Regions from separate parts of the Mus musculus genome. Here regions 2, 3 and 4 are each linked to region 1. Evidence: chromatin contacts called from public HiChIP or PLAC-seq data. All regions are on one chromosome and are shown on one strand. The core of a region is the stretch at or near the end of the contact, and the rest is flanking DNA. Distances in the headings are between cores, read along the strand shown. Region 1 holds the start of Sntb2 (syntrophin, basic 2). Region 2 holds the start of Cdh1 (cadherin 1). Region 3 holds the start of 1110028F18Rik (RIKEN cDNA 1110028F18 gene). Region 4 holds the start of Nob1 (NIN1/RPN12 binding protein 1 homolog).

What was found. HiChIP or PLAC-seq counts read pairs in DNA pulled down with a chosen protein or histone mark.
Region 2: a contact with region 1 is called in an H3K4me3 HiChIP or PLAC-seq map of embryonic stem cells, with 12 read pairs. The contact joins the promoter of Cdh1 here to the promoter of Sntb2 in region 1. A contact is called at or near these places in 3 of 484 Hi-C or Micro-C datasets (all in embryonic stem cells), 6 of 115 datasets of contacts at active chromatin or transcription factors (bone marrow-derived macrophages, embryonic stem cells and pancreatic cancer cells) and 1 of 9 other capture datasets (pancreatic islet).
Region 3: an H3K4me3 HiChIP or PLAC-seq map of bone marrow-derived macrophages shows a contact between it and region 1, with 3 times the contacts expected there. The contact joins the promoter of 1110028F18Rik here to the promoter of Sntb2 in region 1. A contact is called at or near these places in 3 of 115 datasets of contacts at active chromatin or transcription factors (bone marrow-derived macrophages, embryonic stem cells and pancreatic cancer cells) and 1 of 9 other capture datasets (pancreatic islet).
Region 4: a contact with region 1 is called in an H3K4me3 HiChIP or PLAC-seq map of bone marrow-derived macrophages, with 5 times the contacts expected there. The contact joins the promoter of Nob1 here to the promoter of Sntb2 in region 1. A contact is called at or near these places in 1 of 484 Hi-C or Micro-C datasets (embryonic stem cells), 1 of 115 datasets of contacts at active chromatin or transcription factors (bone marrow-derived macrophages) and 1 of 9 other capture datasets (liver).

What each region holds. Positions count from the first base shown.
Region 1 is chr8:106,934,441-106,937,983 of GRCm38.p6, reverse strand. Sntb2 (syntrophin, basic 2) reads right to left here and starts at 2,244. Exons shown (of 7, transcript NM_009229.5): 1 at 1,663-2,244. The coding sequence starts at 2,182.
Region 2 is chr8:106,601,694-106,604,960 of GRCm38.p6, reverse strand. Cdh1 (cadherin 1) reads right to left here and starts at 1,611. Exons shown (of 16, transcript NM_009864.3): 1 at 1,419-1,611; 2 at 554-674. The coding sequence starts at 1,466.
Region 3 is chr8:106,585,482-106,588,702 of GRCm38.p6, reverse strand. 1110028F18Rik (RIKEN cDNA 1110028F18 gene) reads right to left here and starts at 1,560. Exons shown (of 3, transcript NR_045470.1): 1 at 1,286-1,560.
Region 4 is chr8:107,423,366-107,426,648 of GRCm38.p6, reverse strand. Nob1 (NIN1/RPN12 binding protein 1 homolog) reads left to right here and starts at 1,611. Exons shown (of 9, transcript NM_026277.3): 1 at 1,611-1,683; 2 at 1,779-1,911. The coding sequence starts at 1,621.

The DNA.
Region 1 (3,543 bases), core at 995-3,494:
CTGAACGGGCTATGGAGGTACATGCCTGTCAATCCCAGCACTCATGAGGCTGAGTTGGTAAGATGACCACCTTGAGGCCAGACTGGCCGTAATGTGTACATGCTCACACACACACACTATACACACGCAAGCTGGGCACTGTGGAACATGCCTTTAATCCTAACACTTAGCAGGTCAATCTCTGAATTCCAGGCCAACAAACAAAGAAAAAACCTAAGTTCTAATTCTGCCCTTAGTCTGGTGGTTTTCTCCCCAACTTCAACCCCTCCGTTCAGTTCTCCTGCCAGCAATCCCTCCTGACTCATCTCTGCACACTTATATCCACCACTTCCTGGAAAGCCCTCCTGGACTAAGCCCATTTCCATCAAATTCTTTTCTGGATTTGTTTTTAACAGAGTCCTACTGCGTAGCCCTAGCTGTCCTGGAACGCATTACGTAGACCAGGCTCCTCTTAAACTCATGGATCTGCCTGTCTCTGCCTCTTGAGTACAAGGCTGTAAACCACGCCAAAATGCTACCAGCAAATACGCCTTAAATTTGTGATCCCTTAGCATCTTGTACCTTGTACCAGAGTCAAGCACTTGATGTTATTCCTCCCTAGAAGTTGTTTTGCATTTTCTATCATTTCCCACCGCAGAGATACAACAGGGACAGCACCTTTCACATTCTCTGTTATACAGCTAGCAGCAATAAATGCTCCTGGAATGACTTGACTCAACAGCGAAAAACGGAGCTGGTCTTGCAATTATTTCTAAAGCAAGCAACTGGCTTCTCACTTACAATATTCCATCACCTTCAACATGTATGAGTCTTTGGAGATGAGATTTAATTCTGCCTCAGTTACATCGATACGCGTGAAACGCTGCACACAAGATCGCATCTACACTTAAGGTAAAGGCTATTCACACATATGTGATGGTACCCGTTTCAGGATTCTTATAAAATGTCTACTGGTCTTGCGGCAGCACGCCTGCCAGCGATAGGAAGCTGGCACCGGGCTCTTGCAAAAGGGGCGAAACTCTAGTTGGCAGTAAAATGCTCAAACACGTGAGCCTCCACTGTTAAACAAGGCTCATTAACCTCACAAACTTGCTGTATCAGCTCTCTGCCTTCCACAAAGTGCTGTGATCTTCTCTGGTTATTGTTGAGAGCCAATGATGGGTTAAATTCCCATAAATTAACCAGTGCTTTGGTGGTTTGCCCAAGCAAACTGCTGGCATCGGTGTGGATGGATTTAATAGACCGGCCCGCCCGGGGAGCCCGAGGTGACTAAAGAAAGCGTCCAACCAACGCTTCCCAACAGGGAAAAAAAGGAGACTAAAGAACTCGAGCCGATCGCTCTCCCGGTAGTTAGTGCTTAGTGTCAGCTTATCGTGCAAGACTTAGGGGTGAGCTTCGCACGCGGCTGCTGCTCCCCCCACCCCCTAAATCTCAGCTGAGTCTCGCTAAGGGGCGGTAAAGTAACACTTCGGTGGCTGCCCAACTTTCTTCTCGCTGGACGCCTCAGTTTTTCCACACTCTGGAGCCCCACAAGAGGAGGTCTGGTGGCCGGGGCGGAGGGAACCGGCGAGCCCCGCACAGGCGTCAGGGTGGGCAGAAACAAAGTGCGCGCAGGCGAGCCCAGGCCGCCACCCCGCCGCCTCCCGCTCGGCCCCCGCTCACCCTCCAGCAGCACCTCCTTGCCCGCGCGCTTCAGCGCCTGCACGGCCTGGTCGTGGGTGGCCTGGCGCAGGTCGGTGCCGTTCACCGACAGGATGGCGTCGCCCAGCCGCAGCGCCCGGCTCTGGTCGGCCGCCAGCCCCGGGAAGATCTTGGAGATGAGGATCGGCATCCGGTTCTCGCGGCCGCCCTTGATGCTGATGCCCAGGCCGCCCGCCTCTTGCTTCACCACTCGCACTCGGCGCACGGGCGGCGAGGCGCTCGCTTCCCCCGCGGGACCGCGGGGCGGCGCGGGAGGGCTGGGCGGCCCCAGGCCACGGTTCGGGCTCCCGGGCAGAGACTCGCCGCCGCCGCCGTTCGGAAGACCGTTGAAGGCGGCCGCCGGCGGCTCAGGCTCGACTGCGGCGGCGTCGCCCGTCAGGCTCAGGCTCTCGCCACTGAGCTCGGCCACCACCCGCACCCAGCGCTCCCTTAGAAGCAGCTCCACCAGCCCCGCTTTGGTGGCCCGCGTCCACACCGCCATGGCCGGCCCTGCTCCCGCAGCCGCCGTTGCTGCAGCTCCCCCGATTCCAGTCAGGCAGCCTCGGCGCTTCCCCCTTCCCGCCCGAGGGGGGCGGACCCCTCCCCTCCCCCCGGCGATTCATTATTCATGAGGGCCACGCCCACTTTCCGGAGGGGCGGGGGGAAGGCCGGCGAGGCCGCTTCCGGGAGGCGAGGTTGTCCTGGTTCACTGAAAGCTCTTCGGAGGTGGGCAGCGCCTCGTGCAGCGAGGCACCCCGCCGTCCTTTGCTTTGGTTCTCCGTGACCTCCTCGAACTCCTCACCTCTTCTACGAGAGCTGCCCGGGCAGGGAGAGCAAAGTCAGCTTGTAGAGAGGCTCTTTGCGATCCTGCAGGGCCGGGTTGGCGCGTTCATTCTTGCATTGATTGGTTCATTGCAAAAAAAAAAAAAAAAAAAAAAAAAAGCAGCCCTGAGCGCTCAGAGGTGTGCTGGGCTCCTTTTAAGGCCCTAGAGACACACTGAATAAAATGCACCTCAGCCGAGAGAGCTTGTGGTCTAATGGGAAAGAAAAACAGAGGCAACCAGCTAGGTGTGATTCTCTGTGGTTAAAAAGACTGCAGACCTCCCTAAGAACAGGATAAAACAACATTTGGTTAGTCTTGGTGTGAGCACAAGCAGGGGACACAGCATAAGTGACATGGGATCAAAGGTGTGGATCCAAGACTTTGTCACTGCTTTTAAAAATCACCTGTCTGCTGGCCTGTAATTAGAGGGGACCTGTCTTCTTCTTTTTTTTTTTTTTTTTTTAAAGATTTATTTATTATATGTAAGTACACTGTAGCTGTCTTCAGACACACCAGAAGAAGGAGTCAGTTCTTGTTACGGATGGTTGTAAGCCACCATGTGGTTGCTGGGATTTGAACTCTGGACCTTTGGAAGAGCAGTCGGGTGCTCTTACCCACTGAGCCACCTCGCCAGCCCGGGACCTGTCTTCTTAAGCACTGGGAACCCACAGTGCGCAAGGTCAAAGACATTTGCAGCATGCTGATGTTTTAGAGTTCCCCACAGACCAACGGGTATATATAGTTAACAAAGATTGTGCGAGATTAGCCACAAGATTATGAGGCTAAACTCCACAATCTGCCATCTGCAGAAAAAGGCTCTGAATCCAAATCCAAAGACCTGAGGACTAGGTAGAAATCTGAAGCTATCAGAAGACCAGAGAGGCCTGAGGGGGCAGAAGCGGGGGAGCAGGGTCGGAGTGGAAAGCTACTATGTAAAAGCTGGCCCAGTCCATGAAAAACCAGGAGCCCTGAAGTGTGGCAGGAGAGCGATGTCCCAGTTTTCATAGAGTGAGTATACCGCGTCTTACTGTTCCCTGGCA
Region 2 (3,267 bases), core at 362-2,861, 330 kb after region 1:
TTCTTTTTTTTTCTTAAAGAAAACAAAAAACAAAAAAACAAAAAAACAAAACAAAAAAAACCTATTCCTTGGGAAAGCAGCACCTGTATCGAGTATTTTTATCCTTATGAACAAAAACCACAAGTCATTATGAACCGGTTCCTCAGTGACTATACCTAAATAGTGGGAGTCAAATCCCGGTTCAAATGCCTGCCCTGCTGACCCTGTGAAGTCACTCTATGAGCCTCCAATTGCTCATCATTAAATGGAACTACAGTCCAACTGGCTCTACCCAGCAGGTTTGGCGGTCTGAAATGATAGACCGGCTCCAGTAATCAGTTGGAGGAATACCGATGACCTCTAAATACCCTTGGCCCATTTCTGCCCCGTATAAATAGCAGAGCCAGACATATCTACCTTGATCAACCACAATCGATAAATAAGACTCCCAAATCTGCCGTAAATTCCAAGGAAGAGTTTTGTCCATTCCACCCTACCAGCATGGTAGCACGATTTCTTGGCGCCTTCACTACCCGACCCCACTCGGCCGAGTAACACCATCAGTTTCCCTTACCTCTGCCCAGGACATGGCCTCTCTCCAGGTGCCTCTCCGGCACCGGGAAGGTGTAGACCTCGGAACTGAAGCCGGGACTGCAGGACTCAGGCTCCAGCTCCTGGCAAAGCCATGAGGAGACCTGGGATGGAGGTAAAGTAAGCAAACTGGTGACTTGAGGGGGTTCCCAGCAGCCCACACCGAAACCAAGGGTAACCCTTCCCTCGCCTCGGGCGCCGGGATTAGTGGGGAGGACCCCCCTCAGGGCACACAGGGACGCTATCCGCTCATCCCGAAACCAGCCGCCAAGCTCCAAAAGCCTTTGGGGGAGGGGACATCTGGGGCCACCACCTGGCAACCTAGTCCACCTTCCTCTCCTAGCTCCATTTGCATCTCACTGGAGACGCCTTGACTCTTCCGGACACCACTTTCCTTCGACCGCGAACGGTCTCAACGCACACCCGCAGACTCCTCTCGGGTACCCCAATCTACGGTCCCTCCCTAACAGGACAGGTGCTTTTATAATACTAAAATCCCTTCCCTTATCTCGGATCGTCCGCGCTACTTCAGCACCCCACCTTCTACAGGCAGGCCCCCATCCTGCTCCACGCCTCCTCTGTCTCAAACAGGGACCCTGCTCAACCCGGGGACCCGGGAGCCGGCAGCGTGGCGCGCCCCCACCTGGGAACCTGCGCCAGAGGCGACCACTCCGCGCCCGCCTGGACCTCCCTCCCACTCCACCGCACTCAGCCCCGCACCGCGCAGCGCCCAGGGCGATCTGGCCCTCCGGATCCCAACTTTCTTGGAAGAAGGGAAGCGGGACCACAGCCGGCAGAAAAACACAGCGAAGCGGATCATGGGGCACGAGTCAGGACCCTCCACATACCTGCAGCAGGAGCAGGAGCGCGGAAAAGCTGCGGCACCGGGCTCCCATGGCGGACCCGGCAGACGCCGAGCAAACACTGAGCTCGGGTGCGGTCGGGCAGGGCCGGGTTAGGCCGGGCAGGAGTCTAGCAGAAGTTCTTGGGAACTCAGTAGTGCGCCGCGGCTCCCACACCAGTGAGCAGCGCAGAGGCTGCGGCCGCCAGGTGAGCCCGCAGGCACCGCCCCCGGCGCCGCTGATTGGCTGGGGACGCACCTGCAGGTGGCAGCCAAGGAACTGCAGGGCCCTCAACTTCCTCCACCCCTGTCTGTAGTTGGTGGCATGGGGCCGGCCTTAGAAGACTTCCCAGCTTCCTATTCCACGGTCGTTCGAATCCTAGCCTAGCTGTGCTCTGACCCACGGAGACATGGAGTTACAAAGGACTTTATTCATCATCTAGGTTTCCGTTTTGTTTCTTATGTTTTTATTTTCTTTGGTTGGATGAGTTTGTTTGCTTAGGGATTTTAAATGACATTTTAACATGGGGGGAGGGGTGCGTGCGCGGGCGAGAGCGCGATCCTGTGCTCGCAAACGCACGTGCCACAGACCGATTGTGGAGATAAGACGACAGCCTTCAAGAGTCAATTCTCTTCTTCCACCAAGAGGGTCTTGGGATTGCATTGCCGCCATTGGCCTTTACTGACTGAGCTATTTCTCCGACGGTTTTATTTTGTTTGGTAGCTTTTTTGTTTGTTTGTTTTCCAACTCAGGTGGGCCTGGAATTGTCTTAGTCTTAGCCATCCTCCTGTTTCAGTCTCCCGAATGCTGGGATTGCACAAGTGGGGTACCAGACCAGGCTAATCTAATTTTCTAACACCTGACCGGCTCCCTTTTGAGACATAGCCTTGCTATGTAGCCCAGCATGGCTTTAAACTCATCATTGTTCAAACTCAGCCTTCTCACTTCTGGGATGGAGCTACAGGTACCCACTACCTTACTGCCCGGCTAAAATCTGTTCTCTTAACTTCAGTTCTCAGGACTAGGTAACCCAGACTGGCTTTGACCTTGGGACCCCCAAGTAGCAGCATCCTATGCATCCCACATCCATCAGGTTTTTTGTTTTGTTTTGTTTTGTTGTTGTTGCTTTTTATTTTAAATCTTTTACTTACATTGTTCTCCCTCCGTGTATGTCTATGTGAGGGTATCAGATCTCCTGGAACTGGAATTACAGACAGCTGTAACTACCATGTGGTTGCTGGGATTTGAACCTGGGTCCTTTGGAAGCAGCCAGTGCTCTCAACCACTGAGCCATCTCTCCAGCCCTCCTCATCAGTTGTTCTGTTGGGTTTTATTTTTTAATAATTTATTTTGTTTATGTGTATTGGTGTGAGGATGTCAGGTCCCTTGGAACTAGAATTACAGCCAGTTGTGAAATGCCATGGGGGTGCTGGGATTTGAACCCGGTCCTTTCGAAAGGCAGTCAATGCTCTCAACCGCTGAGCCATCTCTCCAGCCCTCTCCCATCTGAGCTGGAAGAGATGTTACTCAAATCTGTTATTTACCTACAACTTGATATCGTGTAGCAAGTCAACGTGTTAAAGGAGGAAAGTCCAGAACTCAAGCTCTCCTGTTCCAGAGATTGAGACGTTTAATACCATAGTCATGGCATAGCCACCTGCACCTGAGAATTCTGTCCCTGGTACATAATTTTAGGATCAAAAATAAAATAGACAAATATTAGATTAGTTTCCCTGTCTGCCTATGGCCTGCCATGTCCGTGTTGCTTGGATATATGAAAACAAAGGCATCTCTCATTCCTATTGGTCCAACCTTGGCAAAACAGAGATTGGGGATGTAGCTCATACATGAGGCC
Region 3 (3,221 bases), core at 311-2,810, 350 kb after region 1:
TGGAGGAATCAGGCCAATATCAGACCCAGCCTAGGGGAGAGAGAAAGCCCCTCCCAAAGGGCAAGCCCTCTTGAAGTTTGCCAGCCAATGAAAATAGCTCCTTGACAGTCAGTTTCACCCTGGCTAGATAGAATCACAGATACCAAGGGAAGGGCTGGAAATTCACTGTGTGTGTGTGTGTGTGTGTGTGTGTGTGTGTGTGTGTGTGTGTGTGTGTGTGTGTGTTGGGGGAGTGTCTAGAGACAAACAACTCTGCTTTTGCTTTGTTTGATTTAGAATTCCAGGTAGCCTAGGCTGGTCTAAAACTCACCATGTAGATGAGGCTAGCCCTGAACTTCTGATTTTCCTGCCTCGATCTCCTAAATAGTAGGATTACAGATGTTTGCTAACGTGCCCAAATTGCTTTTATTTTTTAAATTAAAACATTGTTTTCTTAGACTATATATTATTCTATATCTAGAAGTGATGTGTGGTGTGTGGGTGTGTGTGTACATGCGCACACGCACAGGGTACATGGATGTGTGTGTGTGTAAATTTTCCTTACTATAAGGAACTTTGAAGCCAGCATGATAATGCACACTTGTAATTCCAGCCCTAAGGAGGCTGGGGCAGGAGGATTATAAATTGGAGACCAGCCTGGCCAACATAGGGAGTTCCAAGCCAGCATGAACTACACAATGAAACCCTCCCTCAAAAAACGTCAAGGGAGGAAAGAAACTTTGTGTCTCACTTTTTTTTTTTTTTTCAATTCCCAGGAGCTAGCCAGAACATATTGTAGGGAACTGGCTGGTGTGATCTGAAAGCAAAATGGTTTTCCTTCAGTAACTCTGTTTCCCCTCTAAGATAACAAACAAGCCTAGAAGAAGTTCCCAGTTTTCTTCTAACCCTAGAAAGTTTGAGCCCATTTAATTGAGTTGATTAATCTACTTATTTATTAGTTAGATTGTTTGTTTTTGAGAAAGCCTCTCTATGTAGACCAGGCTGGCTCACAGAGATCTCCTGTTTCTGCCTCCAGAGTGCTAGGATTAACAGTGTGTGTCACCATGCCTGCTCTTTCAGCAGATCCTACTGGCATGTGCCACCACAACAGGCCATGCCTGCTCTTTCTGGTTTTGCTTTAGTTTTTTGTTGTTGTTGTTGTTGTTGTTGTTGTTGGTTTGTTTTTTTTTTTTTTTTTTTTGAGATAAGGTCTTGTAACTTTAATTCTTTAAATCCTATTTTTAATGATGCTTTAACCTCCCTTTTAGCTCACCAGCCACCAGAGGTAATGAAAAAGAAAGGATACAGGGGTCAGGGGAGAGTAGACCTGTTTAGGAAGGTTCTCTGGAAATCAGTTCAGGTCACAGGTTACCAGGCAGCCGAAGCTCTACTCACTCACAAGCATTTCATGGATACACCAGCAGTCCAGTTCAGTAGAGTTGGATTAGTAACAGTGGTGACAAGACCTAGCAGAGCCAGCCAGGCTTCAGCCTGGGCTCCAGTCAGCCGGAGGGATTAGGAGGAATGCCAGGAGAAGTTCTCAGCTATGCCTCTCTCAGGGAAACGAACATCAGCAAAGCCGCCACACCCATAAGCGTTGCACAGCTAGCTCTATAAGCAAGCCAAGCGCAGCCTCTGTTACTATCCCTTGACTCCTTCAAACATCACGTGTCCTCCACATATCTTGCCTCAGACGGGTCTTGCCTCAGCATGCGCATCCAATCAGCCCAAGTCCTTGGAAGCAGCAACAAACTGCAGCACACCCTCAGAAGCTTTTTGGTGCATTTCTCTCTGGTGTCCCAACAAATGCAGCTCAAAGCATGCAATGGGAGGCAGACCAATACATGTTAGCAAAAAAAAAAAAAAAAAAAAAAAAAAGAAAAGTCCTTCATCACGTGCCCTTTCACATGCTTGCTTTAGCAGAACATCCTCTCTCCTGTGTCTGCTTCAGTCCGCCTTAGCCTTTCACACCTGGGTCCACTTTAATGAAATGTTCCTTCAAACTCGAATGTTTGCCCCAGCAAAACTATCCAACCAACTTTCCAAAGAACCATCATGTTTCCATGTTAAGGTCTCATACTCCAGGCTGATCTGGCACTCGGGGGATGATCCTGAACTTCTCATTCTTTTATTCCCAACTCCCTAATTCTGGGGAGCTACCACAAGTACCCTGGATATTCTGTCTATGGGATGGACCGCAAGACTTTGTCCTTGCTTCAGAAGAGCTCTGCCAGCTGAGCATCACCCCTGGAGCTCCCAGCCTTTTTTTTTTTTTTTTGGTTGGGGGTGGGGGGCAGGGGAGTTGAGACAGGGTCTCTCTGTGTAGCCCTGGCTGTGCTGGAACTTGCTCTGTAGACCAGGCTGGCCTTGAACTCAGAGGTCCACCCATCTCAGCCGCCCAAGTGCTGGGATTAAAAGCATACACCACCACCAACCTGGCAGCTTTGTTCTCTTATTATTTTGAAATAGAGTCTCATTAAATTTTCAATACGGCTTTGACCTTGCTCCATAGCCCAATTGGTGATCCTCCTGCTTCAGTCTTCCCAGTAGCTAGGATTATGGGTGGCACTGCCAAGCAGATAATTTTGGACTTCTTGGCATTGGAGGCTATATAGTATTCTGGTTGCCATTTCTTCCCATAGGAGCCTTGGAGTTAGTTCTCAACTGAGTGAAATTTATGGGTCCTGTCCATTGATTTTCAATTTTCAGCTCAATCTCCAGACTAAGCACTGGAGGAATAGTTACAGTTACAGAACAAAATATAAATGTTCTGAATAATGCATGATGATTAAAAATTGCAAGCCAGGCACTTGAGAGGCCAAGGCAGGCACCGGGTTGCAAACTGTTCTACTCGTATTAGGGAAGTCTGCATGGGAAGCAGCGGTTCCTCTTTCCTCTTAGGGAAACTGAGAGGTGGTAAGATTATCCATGGCCAGTAGTAGGCAAACTGGGGTAAGATATAGTGGACCAGGCACTGTGCTAAATACCAGCAACAGAAAAAAGGGCAATAACATTATCTACATAGAATGACCCTTAGTGCTAGGGTGACCAACTGTCTCCATTTGCCAGAGATGAAGGGTTCCCAAGACAAAGGACTTTACATGCTAAAACTTGGACAACCCCATATAAACCTCCGTAAGTCAGTCATCTCAGACTCAGTAAGCATTGAGTGACCTTCTGCACTTGAGTGTGCGTGTACACATGAGTGCCACTTAAGCCTGTGTTGGTAGAAGGGCTGGGAT
Region 4 (3,283 bases), core at 362-2,861, 490 kb before region 1:
CGTGCACACACGCACACGGACGCACAGATTTAAAACTCACATATATACATGATTAGAGTTTGTATACTGTGGCCATTAATACCTGGCAGATAGTTGCTATTTGCTGAAGAAAAGAACTTGAATTGATGAAGGTGCAAAAAGTTAGGTAGAAGGTACTGTGTTTGCAAGGCAAAAAGGAGAGAATTGGATGAAGAGTGAGAAGCCAGGGAGAAGGCAAAGAATCACCAAAACCAGCTAAATCCTGAAAGAAGCTACAGTAGGCAGTGTCAGCTCCTGCAGAGGAGTGGAGCTAGCTGAGAAAGGATTCCAAAACACTGAGAAAATTTTCCATAAAGTTGGATAGTCTTCAACTGGGGTCTTATTTCAGAACAGGCAGCACTGTTGGAAGCTAGAGATTGGAGCGATTGAGGGGTAGGAAGATTGGTGATATAAAATATTTGGGGATTAGGTTTGGTGGTCACAACTTTAATCCCAGAGCAAGAGAGGTAGAAGGAGGCAGATCTCTGAGTTCAAGGACAGCCAGGGCTATGAAGAGGCAGCAAGTTGCATCTTTACCTGCCTAGCCTGAGAACCTGTATTCCATAGCAGTCTCTCTCTCTTTTTTTTTTTTTTTTTTTTTTTTTTTTTGTTTTGTTTTTCGAGACAGGGTTTCTCTGTGTAGCCCTGGCTGTCCTGGACCTCACTTTGTAGACCAGGCTGGCCTCGAACTCAGAAATCCGCCTGCCTCTGCCTCCCCAGTGCTGGGATTAAAGGCGTGCGCCACCACGCCCGGCCCCCATAGCAGTCTCTTAGCAGAAGGAGATAACTGACTCCTGTGGTTGTCTTCCAGCCCCCACAGGAGCACCTGGAATGCTCCCCCACCCCACCCCCCGTGTAATTTAAGATGTTTGGGGATGCAGAAAATATTTAAGTCAGACGAAGGTACCATCCCGGCACTGAAGGGTTTTTGATACGGGACAGATGAGTAAATGAAAGCAGTTGCTAAAGGCTCAGATCAGCGTTGCCAGCATGTAGTAGCCCAGATCTCCTAATCCCAGAATTGAAAGGAAAATCGGAAGTCATTAATAGTCATTACTACCCCTTCTGTTCGATTTTCTAGAAAATCATGTGCCTTGCTTAGGGAGATGGGGCAAAGGTATAAAGTAATACAGCCATTGTCCCAAGATATTCAAATAAAGTAGGACTGCGTGGCTGTATAACACAACGGATTTTAAAAAGTGGTTTCAAGTCAGTTCGGAGGTTATCTGGCCAAGTCAGCTTGGCTTCCTTGCTTGTAAAATCGAATATACCCTACTGATTTGTTGTGATTTGTTGTTTCTAGCTACTGACTTTCAACCATATGCCATATCTACAGGTTTTTCCTTTAAAAGTAAAGAAAGTTCTATGAATTCCGAGGACGATTACTTAAGGAGTCCCTCAACTTTAATCATGCACATAGCCCCCCAGGCAGGGCAAGCGGCGCGGCTGTGTATGCGCGCAGTCCTGAAGGGGTGGCCGGTGGCCGCTAGGGGGCGCCGCGAAATCGCAGCAGCTGTTCCTCCGGTCTGAGGAAGACTACTGTGCAAACCCAAGAACGGCGCAGGCTCCATACGCATGCGCGGTCTGTCCTTGACAGCCAACATGGCGCCGGTGGAGCACGTTGTGGCTGATGCCGGAGCTTTCTTGAGGGACGCGCCTCTGCAGGTACTGGGGATCCCGCCGCGGGGCCTGGGCTTGAGGCCCTCCAGGGATGCGTGTGGGGTCAGGCGAGCGGGATAACTGGGCCGGTCTGTCCCCAGGACATCGGGAAGAACATCTACACCATCCGGGAGGTGGTGCGAGAGATTCGCGACAAGGCCACGCGCAGGCGGCTGGCAGTGCTGCCCTACCAGCTTCGGTTCAAGGAGCCTCTCCCAGAGTACGTGCGGCTGGGTGAGTGAGTGCCCCGGCCCAGCCTTGTGGCAGACAGACCCGCCCCGATCGGTAGCAGGCAGCGTTTGTTTTAGAGACAGTCGGTTCAGCCTGGCTTTAATAGTGCCAGCCGTGCGCTCCACGGTGTATCACAGGCTTTAAGCTTTATCGTGAAAATAGTAATAATATCTGCCTCCCCTCCGCGAGGACTGAAGACCATGCGGATATACCTCTTGGAGAAGTGTCTAGCAAATTGGACACATGAGGTAAAGTTGTGTAGACTCCTAAGACTCAGTGCGAGAGCGCTCTACAAGTATACAGAAGGCTCTGGGTGAATTACAAATAGAGAACCTAGATCTGTGGTCCTGTGTGTAGGGTGATTATAGTTTCCAGTGGAGGCAACCTCAACTCAGAAAAAGGCATGCAGGCTGGGCGTGGTGGCGCACACCTTTAACTCCAGCACTTGGGAAGCAGAGGCAGGCGGATTTCTTCTGAGTTTGAGGCCAGCCTGGTCTACAGAGTGAGTTCCAGGACAGCAAGGGCTACACAGAGAAACCCTGTCTCGAAAATAACAAAAATAAATAAAGAAAGAAAAGAAAAAGGCACACGATATAGACAGTGGTGCAGTCTTCGTCCCGGGGAGATAGGTTTCAGGGTCATGGGTCCCAGGCCAGCCTGAGCTAGGTAGTGAGACTGTCATATTAAAAATAAAAGGGGATTGGGCCCAGTGTGATGTCACATGTTTTTAGTCCAAGCCCTCTGAAGTCAGAGGTTCCAAGCAAGCCAGGGCTATATATGTAGTGAGATCTCATCTCAAAAATAACAAATTTTAAAAAGGAAAGGGGATGTGTTTAGGGCTTGCATTAGTTCTGAAAAAAAAAAAAAATAGCTGCCTAGGGGTCATCGTCCTCTTCAGGAATCCAGGTTAGTAGGGAGTGGAGGCGTCACTGAGGCAGATGGTGGTCAGGGCTCTACCTGCTCTGCAGTGGTTTCTGTAGCTTTTCCCTCCGACTTGATAGTTACAGGGTCTCTGTCAAGTGGCTTCAACTTTCCAAAATACTAGTAGTACCTCATAGGATACGGTTGGGAGGAAATGGGTCAACATATAATCTACATGCTAACAAAGCACTCACATGCATTTAAAAAAAAGGGTTTTTGTTTTGTTTTGTTTTTGTTTTTGTTTTTGTTTTTTTGAGACAGGGTTTCTCTGTGTAGCCCTGGCTGACCTAGAACTCTGTAGGCCAGGCTGTCCTCAAATTCAAACCACCTGCCTCTGTCTCCCCAGCGCTGGGGCCAAAAGCATGCACCAGCACTGGCCGGCAAGTAAGTGAATCTTACTACAGATACTGGGAACATTTGCTGGGTGCCCAAGGAAGCTTGTTTGTTTTGAGGC